2 separate regions of the Sus scrofa genome follow, and region 1 is linked to region 2. A link is a contact called in public HiChIP or PLAC-seq data. All regions are on one chromosome and are shown on one strand. Each heading gives the region's core, a stretch centred on a gene start, on an enhancer-like site or on the middle of the called end of the contact. The rest is flanking DNA. Distances are from core to core; before and after follow the strand shown.

Region 1 (4,692 bases), core at 381-2,880, 190 kb before region 2:
ATGTCTTCAAGGTTCGTCTATGTTGTATTATGTGTCAGAATTTCCTTCCTTTTTTTTGGGGGGGGGCAGCACCCTAAGCATGTGAAAGTTCCCAGGCCAGGGATCAAATCCAAACTGCAGCTGTGACCTATGCCACAGCTGCTGCAAGGCTGGATCCGCCACAGTGGGAACTGCAGAATTTCCTTCCTTTTTAAGTCTAAATAATATTCCATTGTATTTATACTCCACATTTTGTTATCCTTTCAGTCAATCGATACTTGGATTTCTTCTGCCTTTTAGCTGCTGTGAATAAAGCTGCTATGAACATGGGAGTACAAATATCTCTTCAAGTATCTGCTTTCAATTCTTTCTGGTATATATGCAGAAATAGAATCACTGGATCATATTCCTCATTTTGAGCAACCACCATATACTGTTTTTGACAGCAGCCACACCATTTTGCGTCCCCGCCAACAGTGCACAAGTGTTCCAGTTTCTCCACATCCTTTTCAACACTTCAGATGACTTGGTGTTCCATAATAGCTATCCTAATGGGTGAAGTGGTATCTCATTGCGGTTTTGATTTGCATTTCTTTAAAGATTAGCGATATCGGGTATGTTTTCTTGGGCTTATGGGCCATTCCTGGATCTTCTTTGGAGAAATGTCTATTCAAATCCTTTGCCCGTTTAAAAATCCTGTGGCGTGTTTTTTGGTTGTTGGTTCATAGGAGTTCTTTATATATTCTGGATAGCGACCCCTTATCGTGTAGAGTTTGCAAGTATTTTCTCCTGACCTGTGGGCGGCCTCTTCACTCTGTTATTTGTGCCCTTTGATGTACATCATGGAGGAGATTTTTAAGTGTTGGTAGAAGTCAGCCAGTTTGGGCAGCAGTGAAATGAGGGGAAGGTATTTCCATCAAAGGAAACAGCCAGTGTAAACACACAGAAGAAAGAAATAGCAAAGAGCAAGTAGTTGAGTCTTGCTAGAGCATGTGTGCAGGAGGTAGGAAGTGGAGAGAGGTGAGGCTGGACACACAGAACAATAGGCCAGCTAAGTGGCTTGGGTCGTGGTCCCAGGACTCCTGCCTCAGCATCAGCTACTAGGAGTTTGTTAAAAATGCACTGCTGTTGCCCCAGCCCTGACCTACTCTGGTGGGGGGCCTGGAGATCTGGGTTTTAACCAGCCCATGGGATTATTCTGATCTTCCGTCAAGTTTGAGCACTATTCCAGGGACAATGGGGAGCCACTAGGGGGCCGGGCTAGGCCGATGGAAAGATGACCTGCCGGTTCTTCAGGTTGGGGCGCCCCCATATGGCTTTACCCCATCGTCCTCCAGCCACCCCACCCGGCTGCCTCCAACTGCCCTCCCGCCCCCAGCTATCCCCCCCGGAGTGTGAGGCTTTCTGCTGGGTTGGGGTCAGGGGTCACGGAGGGGGCCCGCGCTGCTGCAGCCAGGCCCACATTCCTCTCACTTCCCGCCATTGTCCCGGGTTCCTGTGGCCGCGACTCCTCACTGGCCCGGCCGCCCTAAGGCCCCCGGGGGGTGATGACTCATTTCCTTTCTCCCGAGTGACATAATCCAGTGCCCAGCTCAGCAGACCTGGATCTCGGGCCGCTGGGAGCTTCCCGGCCGGCAGGGGGCGGCCGAGCCCGCCTTCCCCGGACGCGCGAGCAGAGCCGGAGCCCGCTTCCCTGGCCGCCCTCCACCCCCACCCCCGGGACCCCCTTCCCTGGCTGATGAGGAGCAGGGGAAGCAGAACAAGACCTCTGACCTTGCTCTTGCCTACCCTCTGCCCGAAATCAGACCCCGAACGGTCACAGATGGGGAAATCCGGACCTGGGAGAGGGGTGTGTTTTGACAAGGCAGAGCAGCCCATCCTGAGAGGCGCGGGACTGGAACTCAGCACTCTGGGCCCCCCAGGCCCGTGATTTTCCCTGCAGACACGCAGGTATTAATTTTTCCCTCCTCGCTGCCAACCTGCTCCCCCGTGATGTTTCCAGTACAAGGTTTGCAGACAATAATATTTCCCAGATTCGGATCATTTCTGGGCCCTGAAACAGTGTCACCCCCTGGAAGCTACAGAAGCTGAGGGCTCCACTTGCTTCCCAGGTGGAGCCTGAAGTTACTGGGTGGTGACCCAGCCCCAGCGTGGACTGAGCACCCAGCTGACTGGCTTTGCAAGGAGGTGTCCCTCTGCGCCCAGTGCCGGCCCCTCTGGATGGGTGCCTCTCTCCTCTGCTTTCCCTCCAGGCTCCCAGGAGGCAGGGAGACTCATTCCAGTAAAATACCTCCCCTTCCCCCCACGGCTGACGTGGCGAAAGGACGCAGGAAATGATGGTCATTATTATTACCAGGTAAGGTACCTTATCTTGTTGCCTCAATTTCCTCACCTGTAAACTGGGTGTATAATAACGTACAGAGTTATTGTGAGGATTAAATGAGTTCGGACTCAGAAGATGCTTATAGCAGAGCTTGGCGTCTGATAAGCACTAGAGACTCTTCCAGAATTTGGGCTCCATGAAGGCAGAGATTCTGTCTGTTGTCTTTCTTTGGGCACTGCTGTATCTCTAACATCTAGAAAACTGTCTGGTGAAAACTAGGAACCCAGGAAATACTTGTTGAATGAATTGAATGAATGAATGAATGAGTGAATTTTAGCCATTACTATTGCCTAGGCTGATTTTACTCTAGGATCTAGGCCTGTCAGAGCAGGCCTGAAGGATTAAAGGGGAAGATTTTTTTCTTTTTTGTAATTTATTTTATTGAGATATAGTTTATTTACGATGCTGTATTCATTTTTGCTGTACAGCAAAGTGATCGAGTTATATGTGTATATATTCTTTTTCACGTTCTTTTCCATTATGGTTTATCACAGGATATTCAGTGTAGTTCTCTGTGCTGTGTAGTAGGGCGTTGTCATTTATCCATTCTATATATAATAGTTCGCATCTGCTAGTCCCAACTTCCCAATTTCCCCCTCTCTACCCCTCCTTCCCCTCGGCAACCACAAATCTGTTCTCTATGTCTGTGAGTCTGTTTCTGTTTCGTGGATAAGTTCATTTGTGTCATTTTTGTGTGTGTATCATATTTTAGATTCTGTAGGGATTCCGGTTGTGGCATAATGGGTTAAGGATCTGGTATAGGTGTGATATAGGTCACAGCTGTGACTCTGATTCCATCTCTAGCCGAGGAATCCCATATACTGTGGGTACAATGGAAAAAAAAGATTCCAATATAATCGATATCGTATGGCATTTGTCTTTTTCTGACTTAGTACGAGACTCTCGAGGTCCATCCACGTTGCTGCAAATAGCATTATTTCATTCTTTTTAATGGCTGGTAGTATTCCATTGTATATACACACCACATCGTCATATCTCTTCCTCTGTTGATGGACATTTAGGTTGTTTCCATATCTTGGCTGCTGTAAACGATGCTGCTGTGTACATAGGGGTGCATGAATCTTTTTGAATTATAGTTTTATCTGGATATATGTCCAGGAGTAGGATGCTGGATCATATGGTGACGCTATTTTTAGTTTTTTAAGGAATCTTCATACTGTTTTCTGTAGTAGCTGCACCAGTTGTCATTCTGGAGGGGAATATTCGTGAGGGTCTCTTTGCACTAGGGCTTCTTGGGAAGAAGTCGTCCTAAGAAAAGACTTTTGAAGAACCTAAGTTCAAGGGTAGGGCAAGGGGAAAAGGTGATATGGGGGATTGGAATCCCAGGAGTGGACAATTTCATGAATGTACCAGAAGGCGCATCAGCACAGTTAATCTATGGTGGCTTTATGACAGTGTGGTGGCTTCATATCTCCCATGGACATTGAAGATTTGGTTTTTTGAAAAGTCAGCATTTTTATTTTTTTATTTTTTTTGTCTTTTGTCTTTTTGCCTTTTGTTGTTGTTGTTGTTGTTGCTATTTCTTGGGCCGCTCCCGCGGCATATGGAGGTTCCCAGGCTAGGGGTCGAATCAAGCTGTAGCCACCGGCCTACGCCAGAGCCACAGCAACGCAGGATCCGAGCCGCGTCTGCAACCTACACCACAGCTCACGGCAACGCCGGATCGTTAACCCACTGAGCAAGGGCAGGGATCGAACCCGCAACCTCATGGTTCCTAGTCGGATTCGTTAACCACTGCGCCACGACGGGAACTCCAAAAGTCAGCATTTTTAAAGTGGGTGGTTGAGTTTTGGGAAGCATGCCTCCAAGACGGAGCACCTGTGACACACCTGCAGGGCAGTCCTGGAAGGTCTGGCAAGAGCTGCTGGGAACAGAGCCAGAGAAAGCCAATTCCTGTTATGTGTGGCCCTGTTTCTGTCAAGGGACTGATGAGGGCTCGGAGGGCTTGAGCTAATACAATGTGGAAGGGGTAGCCTGTTAGGGCTGCCTTCTTGGGAAGGGCACTCCCTGTCCCTGGAGGTGTTCAAGCAAGAGCTGGACCTTGGGGGGTGGCAGGATGGGGTTTTACCTCCCGATCGGAGCTTGGGCTAGATGGACTTCAAGGTCACTGCTCTGAGGCACAAATAGCAAAGCAAAGGGCATCTCGAGACAGCCCATTCCCGGCCTTCCCTCCACCATGCCTAGGGACAGAGGCTCATGGGAATGGAGTTTGCGCCTGTGCATTCTGGGAAATGGTTCTGGATGGTCTGCACCCCCTTCTGAGCAGCAGGATAGCTCTGATCTCCCTAACCTCGCCGTCCCCCCTGGTG
Region 2 (4,741 bases), core at 1,819-4,318:
AAATGAAACCTAAGGATAGAGAAAAGGAGTTCCCGTTGCGTTGTGGTGCAGTGGGATTTGGCGGTGTCTCTGCAGCGCCGAGACTCAGGTTTGATCCCCCACCCGGCACAGTGGGTTAAAGAATCCGGCTGTTGCCACAGCTGCATGGGTCGCTACAGCGGCTGGGATCTGATCCTTGACCCGGGAACTCCGTAGGCTGTGGGGTGGCCAAAAAAAGGAAAAAGGATAAAGAAACCTCAAATGTTCTGGAAAAGTGCAAAGTGAAAACCAGTCTCCTCCCACCTCAACTGGGTGCTTCTCCCCAAAGGTGGGTACTGTACACGGTTCCTTATCCTTCCTTCCACTAAAATAAAGAGGTTTGGGTGTTTCTGTCGTGGCGTAGTTCAAACAAACCCAACTAGTATCCATGAGGATGTGGGTCAGATCCCTGGCCTCTCGCAGTGGATCAGGGATCCAATGTTGCCATGAGCTGAGGTGTAGGTCGCAGACAAGGCTCGGACCCTGAGCTGTGGCTGTGGTGTAGGCTGGGGGTACAGCTCTGATTCGACCCCTAGCCTGGGAACCTCCATATGCTACAGGTGTGGCCCTCAAAAAGCAAAAATAATAAATGAATAAATAAAATAAAGGAGTTTGTAGATACTCATGTTTTTAAACCATCCTTCTATTTGTATTCGGAATGAGTTTATGTGTTTGTAAAAATACACACCCAAAGCCTGCTGGTTAGCTTGCTCTCCTCGTGTGAGCGCAGGTCTGAGGTCTCATCGTCTGTCCTCAGCGCCCACTTTGTCAAGCTCATTCCCAGTGTGACAGTGAATTCGGCTTCAGTGGCAGGGTGGTGGACCCCACAGGGTCCCTGTGGCTTCCAAGGAGTGAGAGCCCCTGGACCGCCAGCCCCAGCAAGAGCACAGGAGGAAGAGAGAGGCCCTCCTTGGCCAGGGAGCCCCTGCCCCAGCCTGATCCCCTGACACTCGGAGAATCTCCTGACCTCCAGTTTCCAGCCCAGAGCCCCTGAAGAAGGGGAGGAGCTTAGGGAGCCCTGCCTTCTCATGTACCATCAATCAAGTACGCTGTACCCAGCACCCCCCAAAGTAACTGCGTAGTGTTCCCATCATGCAGTTGAACCCCCCGATGTGCTGGAAAAGCTTAACAAGCAGCTCTCGGGTGGAGGGGAGGAAGCCCTTGTTCGTGGCATCTGTCCATCACTGCGGTAGATTTCAAGTTACCAATGTGGTGTCACTGAAAGTGGCATGGAATTGAGTGAAGTCCCGCAGCCGGGCCCTGATTCTCTCTGGGTTCCGATCACTGGTCCTCCCTTAGATTATTTGGTGCCGGACACTTTGTCATCATTGAACATCTGTTTCCGTATCTTGGTGGACTTTGGAGACTGCGTTTGGGGGGCTACATCGGAGTGTGTGTGTGTCCTGTCCGGAGGTTCCTTGTCCGTTTCTAGTCCGGAGAGTGCTCGCCCCTTTCCTCTCCCACCCCCAGTGAATGAGCGTCCGTTCTCCCTGAGCACCAGGAAGGTGACAAACTGAAACCTTTTGCCCGTGGCATTGAGACCGTTGTTGTCGGGTATTCCCTCCTAAGGTCAGGTAAAGCATTACGAGGTTAGTGAAGAATTTTTGGAATAGATGTGGAGGAGTCAAGAAAAAAACCTAAAAGTCGCTTTAATCCCGTCAGCCAAGAGAACCCTCATTAATATTCTGATGATATCCCTTATAGCTGGACCCCGTGCTTTGAAAGAAGCGTTTTCGCCTCAAACGATATTTATTTACTAGGTAAAAAATAATTTCCAGGGGGTTCCTATTGTGGCACAGCTGGTTAAGAACCACCTGACTAGAATTCATGAGGATGCAGGTTCCATCCCTGACCTCGCTTAGAGGGTTAAGGATCTGTTGTTGCCGCGAGCTGTGGTGTAGGTTGTAGACGTGGCTTGGATCTGGCGTGGCTGTGGCTGTGGTGTAGGCCAGTAGCTACAGCTCTGATTCAATCCCTAGCCTGGGAACTTCCATGTGCCACGGGTGCAGCCCTAAAAAAAAAAAAAAAACAATAATACTTTCTATCTTGCTTGTCTATCAGAGGCATAAGCCACCACCCACCAGCATGAGGTCACCAGGCCATCCACCACACCAAGGGGACAAAATTCCAGCCCAAAGCAGGAGTCTTGCTGTGGTGACACAGCTCAGCACCCCAGGGCCCAGCCTCAGCCTTGTCCACCCTCGGTCTCTCCATCTCCCTCTCATCCACTCAGTCCCAGGAGAGACCTGAGTCTACAGAAAGGGAATACGTATGACACGAGAATCAAAGCATATTAACTGAAAGTTCACATGTTTTCAAATATGCTGAGGCGACTGGAACCCAGATAAGGAACCACCAGCCAATATTCCAGACCCTGAGGGTCCAAGAATCTTATCTCCTTGGAGACGGTCCCTAAAAACTAGCCCTTTCCTCAGGTGGTTTAAGTCGGTTTCTCCCCGGAACAGGAATGAGGCAGCATTTTTTTTTTTTTTTTTTTTTTTTTTTTTTGTCTTTTGTCCTTATAGGACCGCACCCATGGCATATGGAGGATCCCAGGCTAGGGGTCAAATTGGAGTTGTAGCCACTGGCCTGCACCACAGCCACAGCAACACCAGATCTGAGCCGCGTCTGTGACCTACACCATAGCTCACAGCAACACTGGATCCTTAACCCACGGAGCGAGACCAGGGATTGAACCCACAACCTCATGGTTCCTAGTCAGATTCGTTTCCCCTGAGCCACGACAGGAACTCCGAGGCAGCATATTCTTTCTAGGTGCTTCCTCACCCTGGGTTTGAGGAGTCAGTGCAGGTGGAAACCCCAGAACATGAGCCCCTAACCTCATAATTGCTCTGATGCCCCAGACGGCCAGCCCCTCCCCCCTGCACACTCTGTACTGTAATAAAATCCTTGTGATCAGAAAACCACAGGAGCACGAGAATCAATACGGTGAGTCCCGGGGCCCAGGGCTGCCTGGGTATCGCCTGCAGAGGCCAGGTTCTTCCTCACCTGAGTCTGAGTGGGCGTGGTCCTGCCTCAGCAGCCCCCACCCCGAGGGGGGGCTGCTCTGAATTGCCAGGAGGATTGGTGAACTGAGCTTTCTGTTCTGGGGCGGGTAGCCCTGGGCCTCGGGGAACACGTGTCCTTGCCTGTCATGGCCAGGCCCCAGCAGGAACAGGTGCCAGGCTGGTGGAGAACGAGTGTTCTGGCGCCCACAGTCCAGGGGGTGGAGAGCGCTCCCGAGGAGGTGGGCACGGCCCTGCCCCTGCCCCTACCAGGCTCCACAGGGGCTGGAGCGGGCTGCACGGGCCCCTGCCCTCTGGCTGACGCGCCCCTCCTCACAGCTTCTGCAAGGGACGGACGTTGCACTCGTTTGTGAGGGACCCCAAGACGTCGCTGGACATCAACAAGACCAGACAGATCGCCCAGGAGATCATCAAGGTAAAGGGGTGGCTGGCTGGTCCCACAGCTCCCGGCCGTCCCCTGATTTGAGTGCCTGTGTCAGGGTGGTGGCAACGAGAGGGACCTCAAGGGGGGGGAACCCCACCTCCTTCCCTCTGTCCGTGTCTCATCCGATGGGTGCTGGACACCCTGGAGAAACGCAATAGATGGCCTGAGTTTGAATCTTGGTCATGCCAGCTGGGTGACTTTGGGCAAGTTGGTTAGCCTCTCTGAACCTTGGCTTCCTCCCCTGCAAGATGGGGGTGCTGGCGTCACCTCCCTCGTTGGACTGGTGCAAAAGTAAAATAGAATAATCCAGAGGGAGCACTAGGCCTTGGCCTGGTGCTTGATGAGAGTCAGTTAGAATTGATTAAGGTTTGGGGCAGAGGTTCTGCCTTAAATTTTCCAAATCCGAGCTTCATGAGATCAGGCCCTCAGGCTTAGCTCAAGCAGCAGCTTTTTTTTTTTTTTTTTTTTGCTTCCATCTCATTTGTTCCTTTATTTAGCAACAGACAGGCCCAGAGAAAAACTAGATTGATGCTGGCTAGGGCTTCCTCTTTCTTGGTTCTTCTTGTAGTTCGTGGTTCTCTTACCAGCTCCTACCAGGTTTTGGTCCCTTTCCTGCCTTCAGTCTTGCCTTCTTTTCTTTTTCTCTCCATCCCCGTTCCATCCCTTTTGTGTGTCTCTCTAGAAAGGAAAAGACAAATATCTCCATAACTTAGGAATACCCAGATTCCCACGTGACATTCCTGTGTGGCTAAACTAATGCATTCAACTAATGCATTCAGCCCTCAAACCGGAATATGGCACTTGCAGCCAGGCCTCAGTGCAGAGAAGCTGGGGGGAGCCGCAGTGTCAAAGCTATTTCGTGATGCTCCCAAACCTGCCAAGCCCTTTCCCCACCTCTTCCCTCCTCCCCCAAACAATTTTCTCTCCCCCAGGGCCCTGGAGGAGTCTGTCTGGCTCCTGAGAGGGGATATGCTAGGCTGAGTCAGGCTGAAGGAACCATCTGGAAGATTCCAGGGCAGAAGAGAAAAGTCACTCCAAGCTTTTGGCGCTATGGAGCCGGAAGCCGCCTCTCTGCTGGCTTATTTGACTTTCCCCCACCCTTCTTCTGGGAACTTCGAAGCTACTTCCTTTTGTAGTCATCTCTGATATTTTAAGTCTCAAAATACAATAACATGGGACTGACCTCTGGCTAGAGGATCTGGGGGCCACTCTGGAGACTTTGTGAAATTATGGGGAGGAAGGAGAGATTGTGTTCCAGATTCAGGCACTCTTT

What was found. HiChIP or PLAC-seq counts read pairs in DNA pulled down with a chosen protein or histone mark.
Region 1: an H3K27ac HiChIP or PLAC-seq map of skeletal muscle shows a contact between it and region 2, with 6 times the contacts expected there. The contact joins the promoter of KSR1 here to the enhancer-like site in region 2. A contact is called at or near these places in 1 of 5 promoter capture datasets (liver), 26 of 47 Hi-C or Micro-C datasets (blood, brain, embryonic fibroblasts and 12 more) and 2 of 2 datasets of contacts at active chromatin or transcription factors (alveolar macrophages and skeletal muscle).

Annotation. Positions count from the first base shown.
Region 1 is chr12:43,925,592-43,930,283 of Sscrofa11.1, forward strand. KSR1 (kinase suppressor of Ras 1) reads left to right here and starts at 1,631. Exons shown (of 19, transcript XM_021067472.1): 1 at 1,631-2,335.
Region 2 is chr12:44,116,128-44,120,868 of Sscrofa11.1, forward strand. It overlaps KSR1 (kinase suppressor of Ras 1), which reads left to right. Exons shown (of 19, transcript XM_021067472.1): 14 at 3,363-3,459. Among named protein-coding and RNA genes, the nearest start is that of LGALS9, 37 kb to the right of the region's middle. Within about 2 kb of position 3,069, at least 24 of the 83 cell types and tissues checked have an H3K27ac peak or open chromatin away from gene starts, as enhancers often do. A contact at or near this core is called in fetal skeletal muscle, liver, omental adipose tissue and 3 more, where this site is marked.